2 separate regions of the Mus musculus genome follow, and region 2 is linked to region 1. A link is a contact called in public promoter capture Hi-C data. All regions are on one chromosome and are shown on one strand. Each heading gives the region's core, a stretch centred on a gene start, on an enhancer-like site or on the middle of the called end of the contact. The rest is flanking DNA. Distances are from core to core; before and after follow the strand shown. Region 1 holds the start of Ehmt2 (euchromatic histone lysine N-methyltransferase 2). Region 2 holds the start of Lst1 (leukocyte specific transcript 1).

Evidence for each region. Capture Hi-C pulls out chosen DNA fragments and counts their contacts.
Region 2: a promoter capture Hi-C map of adipose tissue shows a contact between it and region 1. The contact joins the promoter of Lst1 here to the promoter of Ehmt2 in region 1. A contact is called at or near these places in 5 of 39 promoter capture datasets (the SN4741 cell line, embryonic stem cells, liver and 2 more) and 2 of 9 other capture datasets (adipose tissue and pancreatic islet).

What each region holds. Positions count from the first base shown.
Region 1 is chr17:34,895,642-34,902,469 of GRCm38.p6, forward strand. Ehmt2 (euchromatic histone lysine N-methyltransferase 2) reads left to right here and starts at 3,329. Exons shown (of 27, transcript NM_145830.3): 1 at 3,329-3,612; 2 at 3,719-3,925; 3 at 4,019-4,275. The coding sequence starts at 3,333. Zbtb12 (zinc finger and BTB domain containing 12) reads left to right here. Exons shown (of 2, transcript NM_198886.3): 2 at 1-1,203. The coding sequence ends at 979.
Region 2 is chr17:35,184,922-35,191,749 of GRCm38.p6, forward strand. It overlaps Lst1 (leukocyte specific transcript 1), which reads right to left and starts at 3,519. Exons shown (of 4, transcript NM_010734.2): 1 at 3,436-3,519; 2 at 2,025-2,120; 3 at 1,664-1,683; 4 at 174-389. The coding sequence starts at 3,469. The coding sequence ends at 258.

The DNA of each region.
Region 1 (6,828 bases), core at 2,079-4,578:
AGAAGATGGGGTCAGCGAGGCTAGCCTCCTAAGCAGTGTCAGTGCCACCAAGTCCCTCCTCCCTCCAGCCAGGACCCCAAAGCCAGCTCCAAAACCCCCACCACCACCTCCTCTACCCCCTCCGCTCCTGCGACCGGTGAAGCTGGAGTTTCCGCTGGATGAGGACCTAGAGCTGAAGGCGGAAGAGGAGGATGAGGATGAAGATGAAGATGTTTCTGACATCTGCATCGTCAAAGTGGAGTCGGCTCTAGAAGTGGCACACCGGCTCAAACCCCCTGGAAGCCTAGCCGGGGGTCTGGGTATCGGGGCCTCTGTGAGCAGCCACCTGGGAGAGCTGGCCCAGAGTAGTGTGGCCCCCAACACTGTTACCCCACCGCAAGGGGTGGTGAAGGCATGCTACAGCCTGTCAGAGGACGCGGAAGGGGAAGGCCTGTTGTTGATCCCAGGAGGCCGGGCCAGTGTGGGGGCCACCTCGGGCCTAGTGGAAGCAGCAGCGGTGGCCATGGCTGCCCGGGGGGCGGGGGGCAGTCTGGGGGCAGGGGGTAGCCGGGGACCTCTGCCTGGGGGCTTCTCAAGTGGAAACCCCTTAAAGAACATCAAATGCACCAAATGCCCTGAAGTGTTCCAGGGTGTGGAGAAGCTGGTCTTCCACATGCGTGCGCAACACTTCATCTTCATGTGCCCACGCTGCGGCAAGCAGTTCAACCACAGCAGCAACCTCAACCGCCACATGAACGTCCACCGTGGTGTCAAGTCCCATTCATGTGGCATCTGCGGCAAGTGCTTTACTCAGAAGTCCACACTGCACGATCACCTCAACCTGCACTCAGGAGCCCGGCCCTACCGGTGCTCCTACTGTGACGTGCGCTTTGCCCACAAGCCCGCCATTAGGCGGCACCTCAAGGAGCAGCATGGCAAAACCACAGCTGAGAACGTGCTGGAAGCTGGTGTGGCTGAGATCAATGTCCTCATCCGCTGAAAGGCCAAGAGGCTGGGGGCGGTCCTGGGCCCGGCAGAATTGGGGAGGGGCGGGGTTTGAGGGCAGGCAAACATTTTGAGGGAGGAAGACTGGAGAGAGAGAGAGACCATGCCTCAAAGAGCAGAAGAAAAAGATGGAGCCGGAGACAGGGTTGATAAGGCTGAGGGAATGTGGGATCCCAAAGAAAGATTTCTTTTTTGAAGAGGTGCATAAACGATGTGGAGGAAGAGAGGGAAAAAAAAAAAAAGGCAAAGTTGAAAGTTTTGGAGAACAGCTCTTTCCTGGCTAAAGCTGGCTGGGGGGGGGGGGGATTCTAGCGTTTCTTGAGATGGGGTGGGGGTGGGAATTGTAGGGGGATTGCCAGGAAGCAGCTTACTTGCCCCTGGTTAGAATAGATGACAGGGAGAAGGGAGCGGAGGGCGACACATGTATGAAGTACCAGAAGGAAGGGAGGAGATTTTTGCATGCTGGGGAAGTGGGAAAGTAGATACAAGGCTCACCGGAAATGAAATGATATGTGCCAGGTAAGAGAACACGGTGGGCAACCTGGGTAGGTAATGAGACATTAGGCTACAGTAGCGAGAACAGTGAGTAGCGGAGGGGTGGGGGGGCAGGGCACTTAGAAAAAAAGGACACAAGGAGGGCTGTTGGGGGGAGGGAGAGGAGTAGAGACATACAGTATTTTTAAAGAAAACTATTTTTTAGGATTTTTTCTGGAGTTTGGGGTTTTAGTTTTTGTTTTCCATAAAAATAAACAAAAAAAACAAACAAAAACATTTTTTCTTTATATTCTGGCAATTGCATGTGTGTGACTACCCACCATAGATTCTCCCAGCGCTAACAATTGTAGTCCCATGCCAAAAGGAGCCTCAAGCAGAGACTCGGAACACGCCCTAAACACTTAGGCAGAAACCTTATCACACAGTGATTGGCAACCCTGGTGCTGGCATAAACCATGCGGGGTTTGGTGGCAGTGCAAGCCATGGGCCACAGGTGACCAGTGAACCCACAGAGATGGCAAAAGGGCATCTGTTGCATATTTTTGCTCAAGTTTTAAGGAAAGTTGAAATACCAGCTAAACTTATAGTTGATTACCTAGAAGACTACAATTCCCAGAAAGCTCTGAAAAGTTTTTAATCCAAAGAGGACTACAGTTCCCATAAGATGCCGAATTGGCCTTGGGCCCAGTAACATAAGTACCTGTCTGTCCAATATTGTGTGAGCAACCATACAGGCATTTTCAAGCTTTGGCTAGGACTTAATGCCTGGAGGGGGATGGTGCCCTCGATAGTGTTCAGGGTTGTATACTTGCTGTGTCTACCATCATACTTAAGCTGTCTGCTGGACCATGACCCCCCCCCTCCATGGAGAAGTATTTGGGCAGAAATAGTTACTGTCAATAGATTGAGGTCTCCGCTGCATTCAGTTGACATATCTAGTGCAACCGAAGACACTTCCCCCAGATTTCCAAAAGCACACTGACCCAGAAGTAAAGGTGTCTTCCGTGAGTCTCTGTCGCCCCTTCTTGTGCACTAAAGTTCAAAACTGATATAGTCCCAGCCTTCTATCTGGCGGCTCAGAACGGGAAAGGCACACGCGGCAGCTGCAAAGGCTCAGGCTACACGTGTTCCCAAAACCGGGCGGGGACAGGGAAGCCACAGCCCAGTCGAGCCTCACCCTTGCTCCCGGCGGAGCCCAGGCTAGGAGCGAACGCCCTCTCCCCTACAGGCCCCAGTTCTGGACCTCCAGGGCCATTCTGGGGGGCAAAAATGGCCAAGAGGCCCGCAGCGGCTCCTTTAAGGCGTCTTCTCGCCCTCCCTCCTTGTCCACGTGACCCGGGGCGGCCGCGCGCCGGCTCGGCCCCCCGCGCAAGCGGCGATGGCGGCGGCGGCGGGAGCTGCTGCGGCGGCGGCCGCCGAGGTGCGGAAGGGGAGGGGGAGAGGCGGGTGCATGCCCGCGCGCGCGCCCGGGGGAAGCGCGCGCTCGTGCAATGCTCCGGGGGTGCAACGGGGCCGGGGGGCCCGAGCCGAACTTACAGCAAACCAGGGGGCCAACACCGGGGGCGGATGAGGGGACCAGGGGGTGGGAGGTGGGGGGAGTGGGCGCCGAGTCGCACGTGCCGCCGCCCGCTGCCCCTGCGTGGGCGGTGGGCACCGCGACCCCGGGAGCCCGCGCGAGGGGCGCGAGGGGCCGTCCGCCGGGCTGGGGCGCAGCGGGCGTTGCAGGGGTTGGTGGCCGGGGTCCCCGCGGCCTGGGGGACAAAGGGGGAGCGGCGCGTGCAGCCGGGAGGAGGGGGCGGGGCCGGGGCGCGGAGGCCCCGCCCCCTCCCCCTCCTCTGCTCCCGGCCCCAGAGATGCGGGGTCTGCCGAGAGGGAGGGGGCTGATGCGGGCCCGGGGGCGGGGGCGTGCGGCCCCCACGGGCGGCCGCGGCCGCGGTCGGGGGGGCGCCCACCGAGGGCGAGGTAGGCCCCGAAGCCTGCTCTCGCTGCCCAGGGCCCAGGCGTCTTGGGCCCCCCAGCTGCCTGCCGGGCTGACCGGCCCCCCGGTTCCTTGTCTCCCCTCCCAGGGGGAGGCCCCCGCTGAGATGGGGGCGCTGCTGCTGGAGAAGGAGCCCCGAGGAGCCGCCGAGAGAGGTGAGTGCAGCAGGAGCAGGCCCGACCGGACCTCCACCCTCCCCACCCCCAACACGGGATCCCGGGAGCTTTCAGCCCTGAACTTTTTCTTTTCCCCTCCCGACAGTTCATAGCTCTTTGGGGGACACCCCTCAGAGTGAGGAGACCCTTCCCAAGGCCAACCCCGACTCCTTGGAGCCTGCCGGCCCCTCCTCTCCGGCCTCTGTCACTGTCACCGTCGGCGATGAGGGGGCTGACACCCCTGTCGGGGCCGCATCACTCATCGGGGACGAACCCGAGAGCCTGGAGGGAGATGGGGGTCGCATCGTGCTGGGTGAGAGACTGGGGAGTGAGGGAGACGGGGCGCAGAGGGGCTTTCTGCATGCCTGCTCACCCTGCACCCCCTTTCTGCCTGCCTCTTTTCTAGGCCATGCCACAAAGTCGTTCCCCTCTTCCCCCAGCAAGGGGGGTGCCTGTCCCAGTCGGGCCAAAATGTCAATGACAGGGGCAGGAAAGTCGCCCCCCTCGGTCCAGAGTTTGGCCATGAGGCTGTTGAGCATGCCCGGGGCCCAGGGAGCTGCAACTGCTGGGCCTGAACCCTCTCCGGCAACAACTGCCGCCCAGGAGGGGCAGCCCAAAGTGCACCGAGCCCGGAAAACCATGTCCAAACCTAGCAACGGACAGGTGAGAGTGTGGAAGTTGGGGTGGAGAGACTTGGGGAGTCTCTGGGTCGGATTTTTTGTTTTGTTTTGTTTTTGTTGGTGGTTTGTTCTTTTGGGTTTTTTTTTTTTTTTTTTTCCTTCTTCCGGGATTTAGCCTTAGACCTCTTGTATTCAGATTTTTTTTTTCGAATTTACCAATAGGCTACCAAGTGTCAGCTGTTGGGCTGGGCCTCTGTGAGCAGAGTAATTGTCGGCTTCCTGGAGTTTGTGTTCTTTGGGGAGGGGTGGTCAGCAGAGGAGACTGACAGATGTAGAATTAATTATATAGTTATTGTCCTAATTACACAAATGACTGGGCAGGATCAGCCTTCCCAAGTTTGTGTTTTTTTTGTTTTGTTTTTTGCCTCTGAACAAATGCTTAGGGAGGTTGGTTTGTTCGTTTGTTTGTTTGTTTGTTTGTTTGTTTTTCAAATCCCTACTTTGAGACCAGTCTCAAACCAGATAAAGTTTTTACTGGGAACTCTTCCCTGGGAAGGCCACATAATGACAGAATGTGGGCGGAGGCGTGTGTGTGTGTGTGTGTGTGTGTGTGTGTGACAAGAACCTGGAAATCAAAATTATGTCAAGGTTTTAAGGGCTCTTGATTCAGCTTAAGTATGGCTTGTGTAGCCTTCCTCTGGGTCTTGTTTCGTTTATTTTGTTGTTTGTTTTGAGCTTTATTTTGTTTTGAGAGAGTAGTTTTTGTTTTTTGTTGTTTTGTGTGTGTGTGTGTGTGTAACAGGGTCTCACTGTGTAGCCCTGGCTGGCTGGCTGTGTAGACCAGGCTGGCCTTTAACTCACAGAGATCTACCTTTTTCTGTCTCCTACATCCTGGGGCTGAAGGTGTACACACATGCCTTTTATTTATAATCTTTTTTTTAAAAAAGATTTATTTATTTATTTTATGTATATGAATATACTGTAACTGTCTTCAGACACACCAGAAGAGGGAATCAGATCCCATTACAGATGGTTGTGAGCCACACCATGTGGTTGCTGGGATTTGAACTCAAGACCTCTGGAAGAGCAGTCAGTGCTCTTAACTGCTGAGCCATATCTCTGGCCCTTGTTTTATTTCCTCTTTTTGAGATGGTCTCATGTAGACTGAACTTGCTATGATCCACCCCACCCAGCTTCTACATTTAATTTTTTTCTTTCTTTTTTTTTTTCTTTACTCTTTCTTTTTTTAAAAACTTTTAAGCTTCTGGGTGTTTTACCTGCACATATGTCTGTGTACCACCTTGTGTGTCTGGTGCCCTTCAAGTCAAGGGGGCAGTAGACCTTGAGTTTGAAGGGGTTGTGAGCATCTTGTCAGTGCTGGGCAATTGGACCTGGGTCTTCCACAAGAGCAGCAACCGGCTCTTAACCACTGCACTACCTCTCCGACAATGCTTGTTTTCTTTTTCTGGGAAAGTGATTACCTCACCATGGTGTGGCTGTTCTTCTCTGGTACAGAAGTTCGTGTTTGCTCGGGCTCCTCATATAAAATTATGAGAGCCAGGTGGATCTCTTAAGGTCTGGGTCAGCTAAGAATCAACATTTGCATATGCCTTACACGTATCTGTCTTCCTTGTAGATACCTTATAGATGATTAGCTAATGCCTGTATTAGTAGTTTAAAGACTCCTATATGGGCACAACTTTTAAAATTTTATCTGTTGCTGGGTGGTGCTGGCTCACGCCTCTAATCCCAGTTCTTGGGAGACTGAGGCAGGCAGATCTCTGAGTTCAAGGCCAGCCTAGTTAGAGTATACACAATTCCTTAGACAGCCAAGTCTATATAGTGAGTTCCAGGGCAGCCAAGGCTACACAGGGAAATCCTGTCTTGAAAGAAAAATATTGATTATAAGTGTGTATGTGTAATGGGGGAGGTTGAGGGGATGGACGCAGTAGAGGACATATCTGTGGAGCCTGGTCTCTTCCACCTTTTCATGCCATCTAGGAGTCAGACTCAAGTTTTAGGGTTTGCGCAGCAAGCACCCCTGCCCACTGAGCCATCTTGCTGGCCACTGTTCTCTTTTTAATTTTTTTTTTTTTTTTTTTTTTGGTTTTTCGAGACAGGGTTTCTCTGTATAGTCCTGGCTGTCCTGGAACTCACTCTGTAGACCAGGCTGGCCTCGAACTCAGAAATCCGCCTATCTCTGCCTCCCAAGTGCTGGGATTAAAGGCGTGCACCACCACGCCCGGCTTTCGGGTAGCATTTTTTTAAAAACTCATTTCTTTTTTTTTTTTTTTTTAAGATTTATGGGAGTTCCCTGTCGCTGTCTTCAGACACACCAGAAGAGGGCATCAGATCTCATTACACATGGTCGTGAGCCACCATGTAGTTGCTGGGATTTGAACTCAGGACCTCTGGAAGAGCAGTCAGTGCTCTTAACCCTGAGCCATCCCTCCAGCCCTTCGGATAGCTTTGTTTGTTTGTTTTTTTTTTGTTTGTTTGTTTTTTAATGTATGTGAATACACTGTACAGATGGTTGTGAGCCTTCATGTGGTTGTTGGGAATCGAACTCTTAGGACCTCTGCTCCCTCTGGTCAAC
Region 2 (6,828 bases), core at 2,269-4,768, 290 kb after region 1:
TCTCTCTCTCTCTCTCTCTCTCTCTCTCTCTCACACACACACACACACACACACACACACACACATCCCTCCACCCTTAGCTCTCCCTTCCTACCCGGGGACCACAAGCTGTTTACTGGCTTTCTGCAGGTGGGAGGGTGAGCCATGGGCTGGACACATATAGAGAAGCCTGATGCAGAAGTGGGGAACCAGACTTTACTAGATGACCATAGTGTGACTGAGCACGCACCCAGGGCGAGGAGAGCTTTTGGGGGCACTCAAGTGGGTGTGCTCCTGGCGATGCAGGCATAGTCAGTGCTGAGGTCTTCTTTCATGTCTGTGATATCACTACTGGACACTGGCAGCTGCTGGAGAGATGCATAGTGGGGCTCCTGCCCTGAGACCTGGGCCTGGCAGTGCAGAGGATGATGTGAGGACCAGGGGTACTGTCACACATCCTTCCCCAGCCTGGCCGCAGCTCCCACCTGTCTTTCTCCCTGTGTCTCCACTCTTTTTTTTCTCAGTCTCTCCTCTTTATATCTCTTGAACCTGTTTTCGCTTACTTTCCCTCTTTCTTTGTTTCTATATAAGTGTGTCTGCCTGTGTTGTATAGGCCCTTAAGTGGATGTTTGGACATCAACTTTCCAACTGTTTCTACACATTATTTCTATCTATCCATCTATCTATTTTGAGACAAGGTCTCTCACTAAAACTGGAGTTTGCCATTTCCACTAGGCTGGTTGGCCAGGGAGCCCCTAGGGCTTGCCTGTCTGTACCCCACAGTACTGGGGTTCCAGGCACAAGCTACCATGCCTGACTACAGCAAATACTTTCTCAGAACCTCCTCTCTCCCCCACCTCCTTTACTTACTTTATTTATATGAGTACACTGTAGTTGTGGTCAGACACACCAGAAGAGGGTATCAGATTCCGTTACAGATGGCTGTGAGCCACCATGTGGTTACTGGGAATTGAACTCAGGGCCTCTGCAAGCACAGCCAGTGCTCTTAACTGCTGAGCCATCTCTCCAAGCTCCAAACTTCCTCTTCTATTGAGACAGGGTCTCATGTAGCTCAGGCTGACCTTCAACTTAATATGTAGTGAAGGACAGACTCCCTGCCTCTATGTGGGATTTCAGTCACATGCCAGCGCTCTGGTTTTATGCTGCGCTGGGAATCAAACACAGTTCTACACCCGCTGGATAAGGACTGTTAACTAAACCACACTGCTAGCCACGCCCACGCCCCACCCACTTTGCTTTTGTTGTTCTTTTGAGACAGGGCGGCTCCTGTAGTCCTGATGGAACTCTTCTCTCTCGTTTTGTTTGTTTGTTTGTTTTTTAATTTCCTCTCTCACTCACTTCCTCCTCTCTACGTCCTTCTGGAGTGTTTTATATTCTTATAAACACACAATTCCCTCCCTCTCTTCTGGTTGCCTCTTTTTCTGCCTCTTTCATTTTCTCGTTCCTGCTACTTCCTCTTCCCTTTTCTCTCGGCTCCACCCCTTCATCCCAGCCCCACTCCCTACGTGGGTTTCCCTCGTCCCCTCACCCCCTGCCCGCACACCCTCCCACCTCCAGCCCCCCTCCCTCGCCCCCTTGCCCCCAGCCGCCACTTCCTTCCCCGCCCCTTCATCTGCTCCACCCCTCACCCTTCCCCCTTGTCTCCTCGTCCCCCCAGACTCACATTCCTTTCCAGTCTCTTCACTAGAAGAAAAAAAAAATGGTTCAGTAAGACCCCTTCCCTGACCCCCCCCCCCGCCAGAATGGCACCCCACATTGGCTCATCCATCCTAGGACAGCACCTCTCATTGAATCTGCTACCTCAGAATAGCACCCCACCCCAGGCCCCCAACGCCAGAGCAGCAGGTCTCCACCCCAGAACTGCCTTCCACAACACACCTACTGGAGCCCCACCCCTCCAACCTCGCTGGTTGCCATAGGAACCACAGCCAAAACCTGGGTCTTTTGGACAACTCTGGCCTTTTCTAGCAGTAGGAAGGGTGTGGAGGGCAAGCTGTGGGTGACCGAGATGCTCTAGGGCTTACCTCTCTGACTGAACCGGCACAAGCAGATGAACAGGATGATGACAAGCAGGAGGAGGAGCCCTCCCAGTCCCAGGCTCCCATTTAGCAGGAAATCATCTGGAAGGAGTATCTCTGAGAGGGTTTTTTTTTTCCCCACCAATTTCCCAACCTCCTGGTTAAATGTAAGTTTCCTAGCTTCCTATATTTTTCCTGGGTCCCCCTTCCCCAATTTTTTATTTTATCCTATCTTCCTCTCCCCGATCAATCCTGTTTTCTATTTTTTGACAATTTCATACATATATAAAAAGTCTCAGCCGGGCGTGGTGGCGCACACCTTTAATCCCAGCACTTGGGAGGCAGAGGCAGGCGGATTTCTGAGTTCGAGGCCAGCCTGGTCTACAAAGTGAGTTCCAGGACAGCCAGGGCTATACAGAGAAACCCTGTCTCGAAAAACAAAACAAAACAAAACAACAAAAAAAAAGTCTCTTGGTCATTTCCAAAGCCCTTTCTCCCTCTCCCCCCTCCCAACCCATGTCTCTCCCACCTTTCTGTCACTTTATGTTGAGAGTCTCATGTATCCTGGGAGGCCTTAGATTCTCCTAGTAGCCGAGTATGCTTGACTTTCTGATCCTCACACCCCTGTGTCGTGTCTTAAGTGCTAGCTTGGCAAGAGTGTACTACCATGGCTGTTTTATGTGGCTCTGGGGTCAAAGCCAGGACCCTGCTATCCTCTCACAGTTTAAAATACAGGAAAATATACTCTAGGAGATTTTGAGGGGGGGGCGGTGTTGTATTTTTGTATTAGTTTTTGTTTGCTTGTTTTGTTTTGTTTTTAAAGACAGGGTTTCTCTGTGGAGCTCTGGCTGTCCTGGAACTCTAGACCAGGCTGGTCTTGATCTCACACACAGAGATCCTCCTGCCTCTGTCCGCCATCCCAACCCCTCCGGCCCTCTTGCCCCCTCACTCCCACCTCCCCCCACTCTGGGATTAAAGGTGTGCACCACCACTGCCTGGCTTTTTTTTTTTTTCTTTCTTTCTGCAGTATCTTCTATAGTTTAGGCTGCTTCCAAATTTCCTGAAGCCTCATGCAGAGACAAGTCATGTCCTTGATTTCTAGTCCTTCGGACCACCCCACCTCTCTGGTGCTGGGATTACAGGAGACACTATAACCCAGGGCTTCGTGCCTACACATTCATTACCCAGACATATTTGTTACCCAGACTTCAACTTCTCACTTCCTCTAGAGATTCACCTACCGGGTTACCTCTCCTGACTATGCTCACTCCCTACTGTTTCCGGGTCTCAGGAGGCCCCTCTTCCACCTGTACTGCCTCATTCTGACCACTTCTCCTAATCCTGAACCCTGCTTTTCTTCCCTCACTCTCCAGCCCTCACATCCCTCCCCTTTCCGAACGGAGGGGTCCCTACTTACTGGTTGTGCAATTGTTACCAGATCCCATTGTCATCAGACATAGTCCAGGGACTGAGAACAGGCCTGAAGGTCAAGACTAAACTAATCCCTCTTCTGCTGGGCTTAATAGCTTGGGTTAGTCACGTGCCCCCAAGTTCCCCATCTCTGAGGCAAGGGGCCCCTTTACAGTCCTCATCCTCACTGGGCTGGGGATTTTATGTTTGTCTTTTTCTCTTTTTTGTTTTTTTGGCTTTTTTTGGAGACAGAGTTTCTCTGTGTAGCCCTGGCTGTCCTGGAACTCACTCTGTAGACCAGGCTGGTCTCAAACTCAGAAATCCACCTGCCTCTGCCTCCCAAGTGCTGGGATTAAAGGCGTGTGCTACCACTGCCTGGCTTATGTTTGTCTTAACATATTGTGGTACCCATTTTCCAGGCCAGGAGCCCGAGATTTTAACAAGGAAAGCCCAACGCAGCCCTATTGGTAGAGATGGATCTCTGTGAGTTCAAGCACAGCCAGAGCTACACAGTGAGACCCTGTCTCAAGAAGCGAACAAAAGCCGGGGCGTGGTGGCGCACGCCTTTAATCCCAGCACTTGGGAGGCAGAGGCAGGCGGATTTCTGAGTTCAAGGCCAGCCTGGTCTACATAGTGAGTTCCAGGACAGCCAGGGCTATACAGAGAAACCCTGTCTCAAAAAAACAAACAAACAAACAAACAAAAAAAAACCCAAAAAAATAAAGAAGCAAAAGCCAAGGGAGACTCAGAAGTAGCAGAGAAAGTGTTTAGCTGTATTGCCCCCTCCCATTTACTCTGCCCCAGGCTGATGGGGGTGGGAAAGGCAGCGGGGGGGGGGGGCACTTGGAGGAAGCTGGAAACACTGCTCAATCCTGAATGCTGGTGAGAGGGCTGGTGAAGGCAAGGGAGCCAGGGTCTGGAGTAGTTGTGGGAACCACTGGGAAACCAGAGAGAAGGGTGCCCTTTCCCAGGAGGGAGGACCTTATTTGGCTGGTGTGGAGTAGTGGCTACCAAGAATGCTTTAACTTCCCCTTGGGTACTTCCTGCCCTTTAACTGCTGGTTCCTGTTTGAGGGTAGATAGAGGCCCCTCACTTGAGGGACAACAGCGTGAAACTCAGAACCTCCCAGTTATAAGGGGCATGCTGTAGGTTTGAGGGACCCCTGAGGAGCTGTGATGAATCAGGGACAGAACAGATTATTATTAGTAGTTATTATTATTAGCAGAATTTTGCTATGTAGCCCAGGCTGACCTGAGGCTCACCATCTTCCTGCCTCAGCCTGCAGAGTATACGGCGGGCCACCACTTTCAGCTGCAGCTTCTTTTCTTTGGAAAATGAAGGCACAAGAGCTCAGAGGGTAGGGTGTGAATGCAGATTCCTTCGGGTTCAGGGAACTCCAAATCCATAGTCTGGCCTCCATTTATCCCAGCAGGTTTCCCGTCTCATCCCGGATCTCCACCCACTCCCCGCTGACCCAGACTCTTGGTTTACAGTGGGGACACATTCAACTGTTCAGAGTGGAAAGAAGCTCCCCACCGCAGGCATTCTGCCCCTCCCGCAGTTTTAGCCTCTTTCCACTGCCTCTGTGCCTCCTTGCATCTAGGAGAGGAAGAATAGCCATTGGGAGATGGTGTTACATCTTTCCTTTGAGATTCCTAGATATCATTAGGGTGGTTACTCCCTCAGCCCCAGCCTCCCGGTTCACCCTGTACTGGTAAAGGAATGTCCACCTCCTCCAGGGGCCCCCTCTGCGGTGCCGCCTTAAGGTTCATCATCTTGTGGTTTGTGCATAGGCATGGGCTCCCAGCACCTCGAGTGCCAGATAACTCTGGGGTGTCTCAGGGCACCTCTCTTGGTGTCTGGCAGCTATATGCAGCAGGATATCGATGTGCTACCAAAGGAGTAGGGAAGTCAGAGGTAGTCAGACTAAATCTGCTAACAGATGCTGACAGGAAGTGGGTGAGAGAAGCTGATGTTAGCAAAGCCTTGGGGCATCAAGGAGAACTTCCCACAGAAGGCAGCATTCTGGCATTGGCAGGAGGGCAGGAGGGACTGAGGTGAAGGTCTCTCAGTGCCACTGTGACCAAGAGAGAAAGGGGTGTAGAAGACTACACCCCAATCTTTGAACAGAGAGGAAGCTGGTAGCTAGGATGGAGACAGAGGTGGGTGAGTCTGGTGCCTGGGTCCCTATGCATGTTTTGTTAACCAAATTCAGGGACTTTGTGGTACTCCCCCCCCAGTGTTTCCCCCAGAACAAATGGGGATCACAATCTAAGTGGGTTTCTTCTTTTTTATAGTTTATAATTACATTTTTTTTAAAATTTTTAAACATTGGGTGAGGAGAGAGCTCTGTTGGTAAAAGCACTGGCCGCACAAGCATGAAGAACTGAGTTCGAGTCCCCAGGGCCCACATAAAGATGGGTGTGGCAACCACTTGTGAAAGTCCATGTTCCTAGTATGAGATGGGAGATGTGGAAAACTGAGAATTCAAGGAAGATCGCAGGGGATGGGGTGTCCGGCCTAGAATGTTCAGAGAAGATCGAAATTAGACCCTGTCTCAGATAAGGTGGTGGGCTGGCCGGGGTTAGCATTTGACGTGACTGTGAACTCATACTGAAAAACACACATGCGTGCACACTCACACACACACACACACACACACACACACACACACATACACACACACACACACACACATACACACGCGCGCACAAAGGTCAAACATCTAGAAAAACTGAACCTTACAACAAATTCATATACATATATATCATATATATATTTGACCAAGCCAGCTCAGTCAATCAACAGGGTCTCAAGGGAGGGAGTGAAGATTGAAAAGAAAAAGGCAAAGCCAGGCATGGTGGCACACACCTTTAATCCCAGCACTCAGGAGGCAGAGGCAGGTGGATTTCTGAGTTTGAGACCAGCCTGGTCTACAAAGTGAGTTCCAGAACAGCCAGGGCTACACAGAGAAACCCTGTCTTGAAAAAAAAAAAAACAAAACAACAACAACAACAACAACCCCCCCCCAAAAGGTAATTAGACAAAACTATAACAAGACTCCAGCCTGCACTGAGGCTGAAGCGGGTTTATTTCTCTCCAGCCTGCTTTGATATCATTTTAGGTACATAAAAACAAAAAACCAAAAAACAAACAAAAAAACCCCCCAAAAAACCATGGGCAGTTCTTAGAGCAAAGACAAAGTAATCAAATGAAGTAGTAAACAAGGAGATCACACAAGGTAATAATTAAGTAAAAAACTAAAAACAAAGCCCCATGACCCCTGTTTCTAATATTCTTATCTGAGCCTACTTCCTTGTCCAAGCCCAGTGACAAGCCAAATTCCTAGAATCGGCACCAAAAGCTCTCAGAGCTCTCAATATGTGTGTGTGTGGTGTGT